Linked DNA regions of Sus scrofa: region 2 is linked to region 1. Evidence: chromatin contacts called from public HiChIP or PLAC-seq data. All regions are on one chromosome and are shown on one strand. Each heading gives the region's core, a stretch centred on a gene start, on an enhancer-like site or on the middle of the called end of the contact. The rest is flanking DNA. Distances are from core to core; before and after follow the strand shown. Region 1 overlaps NDUFAF2 (mimitin, mitochondrial). Region 2 overlaps ZSWIM6 (zinc finger SWIM domain-containing protein 6).

What was found. HiChIP or PLAC-seq counts read pairs in DNA pulled down with a chosen protein or histone mark.
Region 2: an H3K27ac HiChIP or PLAC-seq map of alveolar macrophages shows a contact between it and region 1. The contact joins two enhancer-like sites. A contact is called at or near these places in 1 of 47 Hi-C or Micro-C datasets (epiblast stem cells) and 1 of 2 datasets of contacts at active chromatin or transcription factors (alveolar macrophages).

Annotation. Positions count from the first base shown.
Region 1 is chr16:39,853,826-39,859,669 of Sscrofa11.1, forward strand. All of the region lies in intron 1 of NDUFAF2 (mimitin, mitochondrial), which reads left to right. Among named protein-coding and RNA genes, the nearest start is that of NDUFAF2, 86 kb to the left of the region's middle. Within about 2 kb of position 2,921, at least 2 of the 83 cell types and tissues checked have an H3K27ac peak or open chromatin away from gene starts, as enhancers often do. A contact at or near this core is called in alveolar macrophages, where this site is marked.
Region 2 is chr16:40,119,143-40,124,986 of Sscrofa11.1, forward strand. All of the region lies in intron 1 of ZSWIM6 (zinc finger SWIM domain-containing protein 6), which reads left to right. Among named protein-coding and RNA genes, the nearest start is that of ZSWIM6, 17 kb to the left of the region's middle. Within about 2 kb of position 3,114, at least 5 of the 83 cell types and tissues checked have an H3K27ac peak or open chromatin away from gene starts, as enhancers often do. A contact at or near this core is called in alveolar macrophages, where this site is marked.

The DNA of each region.
Region 1 (5,844 bases), core at 1,671-4,170:
TTTAAATATGAATAACTTATTTAACTGAATAAGACCCAGTTCTAATTTTTTTTTAATTCCTAATATGTTCTGGAACTAAGTTTAAAAATTCATTCCCTTGACTCTTTTTCCCCTTTATAATTTGGAGAGTTTTGAAATTATGTTTGGATGGCTTTCAGCTGAGGAGATATGTTTGTTTGTTTATCCATTTTAAATAAAAAAAGTCAAATAAATATTCATATCTTTTCTTGGAGAATAACTCAGTTGTCAAATTATTTTTGTATCCTGGGGTTAGTACTTACTCAGATTAGACTTTTTAAAAGGGAGATTGAGTTTAAAATGTGGATGTTCTTTAATCTGATAGGGTGCCTTCAACTATTTCAAAGGTTTGGACAGTTTTTGTTTTTATATGAAGTGAACAATGAGGCATTAGCATTACAAAATGAAGATAATTGTTGGGGGGAGGTAAATGAATTTTCCTAAGGATAGGGGTAATGGAAATGTTTAACAGTTTACGTGAAGTTAGTGTTGTCAAAAGCTATCTCCCAGGCAATTCTCTTCAATCCCTATACCTGGGCTATTCACCTTATTTATAAATCTCAGAAAAGTTGATCTTCATCCTAATACCTGAGTAAGAATTCTTCCTGTAACTTTTGTGTTTTTTTCTTGGAGACATTGTAGTGGAGAAGTGTCAGTCCTTATTCTTCTTTGTGATTTAGACATTATTCCTCCTTTTGCTAGAGGCAATGAAGCAGTGCAAATTATCATCTTTGCGACTGTACGGACACCAAAGTCTGACCAGAGTGGACTAAGATGGATGATATGAGAGGGGCTTGGGGGCAGAAGAACATTCACAATCAGGTCTACTTTTTCAAGCTCTGCAGTTGCATCTCAAGTTGTGTTTGACACAACATACAAGTTAAAACTATCCATCCCTACCAACTCTCTGTGGGAGTCAAGGTACGTTAAAGAGGCTTATATATATTAATCTAAAAAAAATCAAGCATTTTGGATATGTATCAGAATTTTGTATTCTTTGTAATAGATATAGAAAGGATTTTACTTTGACAGTTTTAAAATTAAATATTTCCCTGTGGTATAATAGCCCCTAATTATCTTCTATTTGAGTCAATATATTCATGTAACCCTTTACTAAAATGGTACAAATAGGCCACACGAAGACATAGTAATTTTTTATAAACCTAGGCTTTCTTGATGCAGAGAGTTTCTATTATTAAGAAAGATTAAAAATGAAACTCACTTCCAGAGAAAAGTTGGTTTTAGTCCACTTAGGATCTCATCAAGTACTAAAAAGGACTTGATGTATTGCAGAATTTAAGGACTAAGACGTGGGTTTTTATCCTCCATCATAGCTAACTTTGTTGTTGACGAGAAATATTCAGTGTACCTAAACTTACATTTTAGTTGTATAAAGCAGTTTAACTGTTTTGGTTATATATTTGTTGATACCACATGGTAGTAGAAAATGGTACACATACAGGTTTTGAAGTCATAAAGACCAAAATTTAGATTCTACTTTCTCTATTACCAAATTGTGTGACCTTGACCCAAGTTTAAGTGGCATAAATAAGTTCATTCACACTCTTGTGCAACCATCACCTCTTTCTAATTCCACAATATTTTATAAGGACATTTTTAAACCTATAATGAGGGATGAAGGAATAAGTTTCCATTCTTTAGGGGTTTTTTGTTTGTTTGTTTGTCTTTTTGCCATTTCTTGGGCCTCTCCTGTGGCATATGGAGGTTCCCAGGCTAGGGGTCTAATCGGAGCTGTAGCCACCAGCCTACACCAGAGCCACAGCAATGTGGGATCCAAGCTGTGTCTGCGACCTACACCACAGCTCACAGCAACGCCGGATCCTTAACCCACTGAGCAAGGCCAGGGATCGAACCCACAACCTCATGGTTCCTAGTGGGATTCGTTAACCACTGTGCCACGATGGTAACTCCCATTCTTTGGTTTTTAAGAACTTTAAGAAGTAGATTTTTTGTTTTGTTTTGTTTCTTTGGCCATGACCACAGCACATGGAAGCTCTCGGGCCAGGATTCAAACCCACACCACAGCAGTGATCTAAGCCACTGCAGTGACAATGCCAGATCCTTAACCCACTGCACCACAAAAGAATTCCAAGTTCTAGCTTATTTTAAAATTATATGGTGACAATTTGAAGGTATGAGTAACAATATTACCTAAATATTCTCATGTCATCCAGCATTAATTGCTTTCTATTTGCCTGGCATAAAGTATTGGCTATCTGAAACAAACAGAGTTCCCATTGTGGCGCAGCAGAAATGAATCTGACTAGTATCCACGAGGATGTGGGTTTGATCCCTGGACTTGCTCGGTGGATGTTGCCATGAGCTGTGGTGTAGTTTACAGACTTGGCTTGAATCCTGTGTTGCCAAGGCTGTGGCTTGGGCTGGCAACTATAGCTCTGATTCATTGGCCTTAGCCTGGAAACTCCCATATGTTGCAAGCGTGGCCCAGAAAACAAAAACAAACAAATAAAACAAGCAGAAGAAGTTCCTGTTGGAGTTCCTATCGTGGCTCAGTGGTTAATGAATCCGACTAGAAACCATGAGGTTGCAGGTTCGATCTCTGGCCTTGCTCAGTGGGTTAAGGATCCAGCATTGCCATGAGCTGTGGTGTAGGTCACAGACGTGGCTCGGATCCCTCGTTGCTATGGCTCTGGTGTAGGCCGGTGGCTACAGCTCCAGTTGGACCCCTAGCCTGGGAACCTCCATATGCCACAGAAGCGACCCAAGCAACAGCAAAAAGACAAAAAAAAAAAAAAAAAAAAAAAAAAAAAAAAAAAAAAAAAAAAAGAAGTTCCTGTTGTGACTCACCAGGTTAAGAACCCTGGCATTGCTCAGTGGGTCAAGGATCTGGTGTTGCTGCAAGCTATGGCATAGGTCACAGATGTGGCTCAGATCTGGTATGTTGCTATGGCTGTAGTGTAGCTGCACCTCCAATTTGTCCCCTAGTCTGGGAGCTTCCATATGCTGCAGATGCAGCCCTCAAGATAAAATAAAATAAAACAAGCAGAAGGCACTGTTTATACATAAGGAGTTTGTAATTCACTTGGAGAATATGCTATAAATGAAATAAATAGAAAAACATGCTTGTTCTTATTACTGTGATAACTTATAGACCTTTTAAATGTGTCCATTTTCTTCCTTTGAAAGGACTGGTCTCTAATTGCCCAAAATTGAAACATTGTCAAATTGTCAAAACAGGGCTACAAAATCTGTAAATTTTATACACACACACACACACGCACATTTATATGTAACTGTGTTAAAATCCACATAAAATTTACCATCTTAACAGTTTTTAAGTGTACAGCTTAGTTGTATTAAGTGCATCTCTGTTATTATACAGCCAGTCTCCAAAACTCTTTTCATCTTGGAAAACTGAAACTCTATGCCTATTAAACAACTTCCATTCCCTTCCTTCCTCATTTGTCCCTGGCAATCATCATTCTGTTTTCTATTTCTATGAATATGAATATAGAAATAGAAAATAGTTCCCTCATAGAAGTAGAACTGTACAGTGCATATCTTTTTGTGAATGGTTTATTTCACTTAGCATAATGCTATCAAGGTTCTTGCATGTTGTAGCATGTGTCAGAATTTCCTTTCTTTGAGGGCTGAATAATATGCCTTTGTATCTGTACACTACAGTGTTGTTTACCCATTAATTTGTCAATGGACACTTGGGTTGTTTCTACCTTTTGACTTTGTGACTAGTGCTGCTGTGAACATAGGTGTACAAAAATCTCTTCAAGATCCAGGTTTCAATTATTTTGATTATTTATATGCTGAGAAGTGGAATTGTAGGATCATATGATAATTCTATTTTTAATATTTTTGAGGAGCACCATACTATTTTCCATAGCAGCTGTACCATTTTACATTCCCATTAGCAGTACATAAGGTTTCCAATTTGTCTATATCCTTGTCAACACTTGTTATTTTCTGTTTTGTTTTGTTTTCACAGTTTCTTTAAAAAATATTAACCATCCTAGTGTAATTTGGAATAATATATTTTAAAATCAAACTTTAGCAAAGATTCTTATGATAGAATGTACAGTCTCATTTTGAGATTATGGCAGAGTCTAAATTCGAATACTGTGCCAATCAATTTTTCTACTTCTCTATACTCCAGATGATAGTCCTTGAGGAAGGCTTATGACAGCTTGAAAAGTCAGGAAAACTTTCCTGGGAATTGACCAAATCAAAATCTTTTTGAGGTAGTGTGAAAAAAAAATCACAAAAATATGTATTTTGAACATTACTCAGAATACAGCTATCCTCTGATCAGAGCTACTGACTTGGGATAGTGTGCAAAAATAGATTAGGGATTTAGCAAGTTCAGTAATATTCATTTCTCTGTCAATTTCCCCCCTAATTTTCTACATATAAAAGATTGGTAAAAAGATGATAGGCAGTAGTTAGAGGTCGTAACACTGATTGGAAGAGATATTGGGCAAAGGCTGAGGGACAAAACTCTATGCTCTTTGATTGATACCAGCAACAAAAATGACTTCGTATCAATTACTTAACTTGGGATGTCTTATATGTTTCCTTTGCTTCACCACAAAATTCCCACAGATAAGAATTTATAGGGCTTCCCATGAAGATAGGACAACTTCAAGGGCTAGACACTAAGGATCTACTACAGGAACTCTGTGTAACAGAAGTTTAAAGACATCTAAGTAGAGCACTCCTTTAAATAAAAGGTCATGATTGGAGTTCATTAAGTGGTCTTAGAGTTATAGATATAATCCTGGTAATTTTCTTTCTTTGTCTGTCTGTCTATCTGCCTTTCTGTCTTTTAGGGCCGCACCCATGGCATATGGAGGTTCCCAGGCTAGGGGTCGAATTGGAACTGGAGCTGCTGACCTATGCAACATCCACAGCAATGCAGGATCTGAGCTGTGTCTGCAGCCTACACCACAGCTCTTGGCAATGCCGGATCCTTAACTTCCTGAGCGAGGCCAGGGATGGTACCTGCATCCTCAGGGATACTAGCCAGATTTGCTTCTGCTGAGCCACAATGGGAACTCCAGTCCTGGTAATTTTCATCATAGAGCTAAATTCAGATGAAATGAGGGTTAAAGGGATTTGTGAATTATTCCACAGGTCTTTAAAAGGAGAGATGAAGAGAACAAAAGAGACCTATATATGAGAAGCTTTTTTTTTCAGTTGGGTTTAACTAAGGCAGAAGGAAAGAAGAGCCCAAATTATGCCATAGTCTTTCAGCAAGGAAGCAGAAGCTATTTTGGCGTATTCCAATCCCTGTGTCAGCCAATAGGTGGTATAGTTGTCATACAATAGTTAAGTTGCCCTAAGGCTCTAAGCCAAAAGAGGCTGTGGGAAGTGCATGAAAAGTAGTTTTAAACTGGGTTGTTGAAGCCAGGGTGGAAGAAAAGGGAGGTAGCAGGAATCTGATTTTATGTGGATGATGCTTACACATCGGTTTTTGTAGGAGGTACTAGTACATTTTCTTAAATTTTCATGTGAAAATTATGTAATTCAAAGTACATCTTTCCTCATCCATAGCATTTTCTTTCAGGTAATTATTGTAAGTATTCAACAAGAGAATAAAAATAAAAGTGTCAAATAAATACCATACACATAATTGTTGCTCAGTAAATGTAATTCTGCTCATCTCCTAAATAAGTCAGATAATATTGATGATTAATATAATGTTATTGATATGTTGCTAAATTAGACTAAATTATATGATCTCTGGATGCTGGAAGCTTATAAAGAAATAGTAAGAAGTAGGAAAATTGTTGTGTTCTCATTAATTACTACTAATAAAGAATTTTTAAGTCC
Region 2 (5,844 bases), core at 1,864-4,363, 270 kb after region 1:
TCCTTAATGTAATTTAGATTTTATTTGCATGAGTCATGTGAATGACGTCATCTCCAGTTTAACAAGCTAACTAAAACTAAAGACCAGAAGGTAGTTTGACTAGTGCTGTTTAAAGTCTTATAAGCAAAGTGCTCAAATGATGTTCCTTACTGAAACTTGTCAGAGCAGTTTCTTTGAAGTTTTTGTACATCTCTCTTAGCAACTTATTAAAAAGGTTTTTTGTCTAAACTGTTTCATTAAAAAGCAGGAAATTCCAAAGTACTGGATAGTATTGCATTTTTGCTTTTAATAAGTACTGTTGCAATTGGGAAATTGTTTTGGAAACTTTTTATTTTAATAATTTGTGGAAAATACTTTTAAAATTTTAAGATTTAAAAAAAAATTGTTTCAACAGTGATTTAAATTTCATCCATGCTTTTTCATGCTCATTTATCATAATTTCCTTTCATAATTTATAATTTTAGGTGTGTTAAACAAATTGGTGATGTAAGAGCCAGTGACTGAGTTTATTCAAAATTCAGTGTATGTTTTAGGTCTGTTTTGCCTTAGTAGCTCATAATGTGTTTTTTACTTATCCTTCCTCTCCCCCTAACACATTCAAATCAGAATGTAATTTGTGACAGTTGGTGGTTCTGTGCGTGGATTGGCTACTGCATGTCCAAAGAGCTAGTTTTAAAAATTTACTCCTTGAGGTGCAGTTTCTCTCTTTGATCCTTTATAGTTGTGGAGCAGCTGCTTTTCTGTTTCGTTTTGGTTTGCCCTTTTAATCATTTAGAATTGAGCTTTGAACCCAGATCTTTCAAGAAACCTTATTTGTTAATAAATCCAAAAAATTCTTTGTCTTGACTCTTTCAATAAACCTTACTTAAGAAATATAGAACTGTCATACTATTTTAAGAAAAGATAAAGTAGTATGTCAAGTTCACATATACTCTCAGTTTCTTTCAGTGCAAGTAGGTAGACCTTCTAACATTTTACAAGGGGTTGTTGTGGGGATTGACATTGGCCTGTCAGATTCATGGCCTCTTCCAAACTTGAGAACACAGCTGTGGCGCTCATCTTTGATGTACACGTTGGAGGAAATAAGTGTTTTTAGGAGAAATTGAAGTGTGTAGAATTGTAGGTTTCTATGTATCTTTAATAGAGGGAACAATAAGCTATCAAAAAACTCCAAATATGAAATGCTAACAAAGAAAAATATTCTTCCATGTACTGTTATGGGTTCATTTTAAGTTTCCTGTTGTTGAGTAGATATTTCTGAGCTTGGTTTTTGGGGTGAGACTCACGAGTATTTAAATACAAAGTCCCTTTTTGGAGTTGAGAGACAAATTTGCTAGATTGAAAAGAAATCCTGGCGAATTTTAAATTCAGGACAGTCACCTATTAATAGTGCTCTTGCAGTGTGTATATAGTAGACATTGAAATGTCCTTTGAAAGGATGATAAGCTTAGCTTATATGTCTCCGTGTGTGTACCTGTGTGAACTTCTCTTAGTTGAAAAAAGTAGCTCCAAATTTTAATTTATATTTGATTTTCTGTATCTGCATTGCTGTAACTTAGTCTTTAAGGAGATATTTCGAAAGGAATATGATCTTAAGATGGGAAGGTTGGTTTTTAAGACTTGGTTTATTATTACCAGTATGCTTTTACGGATACCATGTAAGATTGCTTTCTTCCTTTTCTTATTTGAGGGGACTTTTTTCCTTTTAGCTATTTAACCTGTTAACAGCATCAGCTGAAAAACTGTTCTGAAGGCAGTTTATTTGTTAGATGATTCCAGCTTCTAAAGAAATAATTTGGTCATTCTTGTTCAGAAGAGTACTTTAGGGTTACCAAAGAAAATAACTTTGAGTATTAAATACCTTTGAGGGATTAAGAAATTACTTTTCCTTTTATTTGATATTTCACTTTTTATATAAACTGGTTTTTTAAAAGCTTTTTTCCAGATGACTTGCAAAGCACATGTAACTTAAACACCCCACAAGATCTTACACATTGTGGGAAGACATTCTCTAATTGATAGGAATGTTTATTAAACTGGCCTACAAAATACTGATGACTTTCTCTTGAGGTAGAATTTTTTTAAGACTCAATTTTGATAAGAAAATCTTCTAGGAGCTTTTGGGTTGGTGAATGTGTGGTGATTTGGGGAGAGGGGAGTGCCTAGAACAGCGTGGAAGCTTTGTGTCCCATCCTACATTTCTCTATGCTCTTCCATCTGGCTGTTCCTGACTTATATCCTTGTGTGATAAGCCAGTAATCTTTTCGAAGACAGCAGAGTAGAAGAACTTGAGCTCATCTCCTCTCACAAAGACACCAAATCACAACTAACTGCTGAACAACCATTGACAAAAAAGACTGGAAACTACCAAAAAGATATTCTGTACCCAAAGACAAAGAAGAAGCACAACGAGATGGTAGGAGGGGTGCTTTAGTGATGTGAGAAAATCCCATCCCACTGGTGGCTACAGACTGGAAAATAACTATATTTCAGAGGTTCTCCCGTAGAAGTGAGAGTTCTGAACTACATGTCAGGTTCCCCAGCCTGGGAGTCTGGCATTCAGAGGAGGAGCTCTCAAAGCATTTGGTTTGGAAGGCCAGCAGGGTTTCAAGACAAGAGCTCCGCAGGACTGGGGAAAATGGAGACTCCATTCTTAAAGGATGCACACAGGGTTTCACGTGCACTGGGACCCAGGGCAAAACAGTGACTTCATAGGATTGTGGGCCAGACCTACCTGTGCATCTTAGAGGGTCTCCTGGGAAGGCAAGAGTCTGCTGTGGCTCATTGCAGGAGCAAGGACACTGGAGGCAGAGGCCCCAGAAAATAATCATCATTTTTGACATGAGCTCTCCTGGAGGTCACCATTTTGGAAATGAGACCTGGCCCCACACAACATCCTGTAGGCTCCAGTGTTGGAAAGCCTCAGGCCAAACAACCAACAGGGTGAGAACACAGCTCCACCCATCAGCAGATGTCCAAAGTTGTCTTGGGCACAAAGTTAGCTCTAAACACACCCCTGGATGTGGCCTTGCCCACCGGAGGGACAAGACCCAGCTCCACCCACCAGTGGGCAGGCACCATTTCCTCCCATCAGGAAGCCTGTGCAAGCCCCTAGATCAACTTCACCCACCAGGGGGAGACATCAGAAGCACGAGGGACTACAACCCTGCAGCTTGCAGAAAGGAAACCACAAACAGAAAGTTAGACAAAATGAGACGGCAGAGAAATATGTTCCAGACGAAGGAACAAGACAAAACCCTAGAAGAACAGCTAAGTGGAGAGAGTCATCCTTAAGACTTAGTTTTGCATGAAATGGGACATACCAAGCAGTTTTTTGAACAATAATTGAGCAATAGAGTGTTACTCCCAACTTGACTCATGAAACGGGACGGATCCAGATACTTGAAGACCTCGTGTTCCCATTTGCCCTGTCGGTTTGGCTTATACCTCTTTTTTCTGGCATAATCAGGAACAGTTAACCTGTTTTACTCTTATGAATGTTCCATGCTAGATGATAAAATACATGGTTACCCTAGTTGTATATCTTGTTTTCCAGAAAGATAAATCAGTTTAAAATTATACTCTGCATGCACACATTGCTACAGCATGTGTGTAGGGAGATAGGAAGGAAGGGAAAGAAGAGTTGTTGGGGACTGAAAGTAGACCTTTGGCTTACCTTTCGTCTTCATGAGTGGGCTCCACTCTTTCAGATAGGAAATAGATGATTTTGCTCTGTGTTCTAATTCATACCAAAAGGAAGCAATTAATGAAAAGATTCTTGATCTCCATGGGTTTGATTCCCCCCCTACTTTTTGTTAACTTAAAGATATGTAAATTTTCCTTTCATTATTTGATATTTAGTGCTTGAGCATATGTTTGTATTAATGATACAAATCTGTTTTACACATTTCTTTTGATTGATGTTTATGGGTACTGCTCATTTTAGGTATTTGCAGTTAGACACTTCTGTGAGTGTGTGTACCATTTACTGATCACATGGCCATGAGCTGAAGTAGATGCCTGACCCATCAGGAGACTAGAATCCTTTTCCCTGGGTCTTATCTTTACTACCGTTTACCCTTAGGCAGATCTCTTCCTGGCTCGGGATTTCCTTGAGTCCTTATAAGATGGAAATAATTACACCTCTGTCACCTCTATCATGAGGCTGTAAGAGACCTATATGGCAATACATGAAAGTCCTTGAACTCTAAATAGTTACACAAGAGGAAAATAAATTCTCTTATGCTCTGGTTTTTACCTAATTTTCTCCATTTATTGTAATTTTCTTCTAGCTTTTTCTATTTCCCCCAAACTCTGCAATTATTGTATATTGATTTTGTAATCAGAGAAAGAAAATTTTTTTTTCTTTTCATTTTTAGGGCCACACCTGTGGTACATGGAAGTTCCCAGGCTAGGGGTCAAATTGGAGCTACAGCTGCGGCCTACACCACAGCTGCAGCAATGCCAGATCTGAGCCGCATCTGTGACCTACACCACAGCTCACGGCTCTGCCAGATCCTTAACCCACTGAGCAAGGCCCAGGATCAAACCCACATCCTCCCGGATCTTAGTCAGGTCTGTTAACTGCTGAGCCACAATGAGAATTCCCTATTTTTATAATGTATGCTCTTTCTATGTGTATATACACATGCATGAGTAAGATGGGCTTTTTTTAAGAGTGTTACTATCAGCTTGTAAACTTAGCAAGCAGGGACCAGCTCTTATGATACAAGATTGTGATACAGGATGGTGTTGTCGGTATTCTCCCTGTGCAGAACCTTCAGTGACTTCCCTTTACTTAGAAGACTAAAGTCATTCATGGATGTGCAAGGTCTAGCACGATCTAGTCTGGACCCTCAGCTACCTTTTGCACACTGTTCTCTCTTGCCTTTCAGCTGCCCTTGCCTGTATTCTTTTTTCTGCTTAGAGTACTCTTCTTTGCCTGATTCATGCCTAATTTTCAACTTAGCGTAGAGAAAGTTCCTGGCAAAGGGTTCTCTCCTTTGTAACACTAATCATAGATTCCTTTGTGGTTTTGGATTGTATTCCCCATTAAATTGTGTATGCCTTTATGTATGTATTTTTATATTCACCCCTCCTAATAATACAACCCTTTGCACATAGTTGACTCTCAGAAAAAATTTGTTGAATAAATGTGTGAAGGCAGTGGTGTTTTACTTGGGAAATATTTTTCTGACTCTCCAGGAAGATTTAGTGCTTTTACTCAATGGTTCTCTCTACCATCTACCTCATACTTATCCTACAAAGTATGTCAGTTTGAAAAACAGTCTAAGTTTGTGTTTGTGGCCTCTTTGGGCCACTCCCAGACTATCCAAAGGTACTTTTTCATTTGTTTATGCTGTTAGAGGGACTTCCTTAGAAGAGTTTGAGAAGCTCTCTTATCAAGATCAGTTGTATTGGTATGTAGGTTTATATAACATGAATTGAGAAATTCATGAATTTGTCATTTGATAATCTGGGAAAAAACCGAACAGCCAAAGCTTTTGAGAGGATGGTAGGGTGTGTAATTAGAGCAGGAGACTCTCACCCACATGTGTAGGTCAGTTCTCTTGCATAGGAACAGCTGATCATCATGATGGGCAGGGCACTGGCCTTGAACATAGCTCCTATGCAGGGTCGCTTGGGCCATACAGTGGGTCTGCCTTCAGTATCTTTTTCTATTTGTTACTCTGTGTATTCTTGACTATGCTTGAATTTTTCTCTTTCATTTTTTTTGTCATGTTAATCTTTGATTATGCATGTTAATCGAACTCAAAAGGAGCCGGCTAGAATGATGCATGTAGGAAATATCAATCAAGTGTCATATAAATTTATTTCTATCCC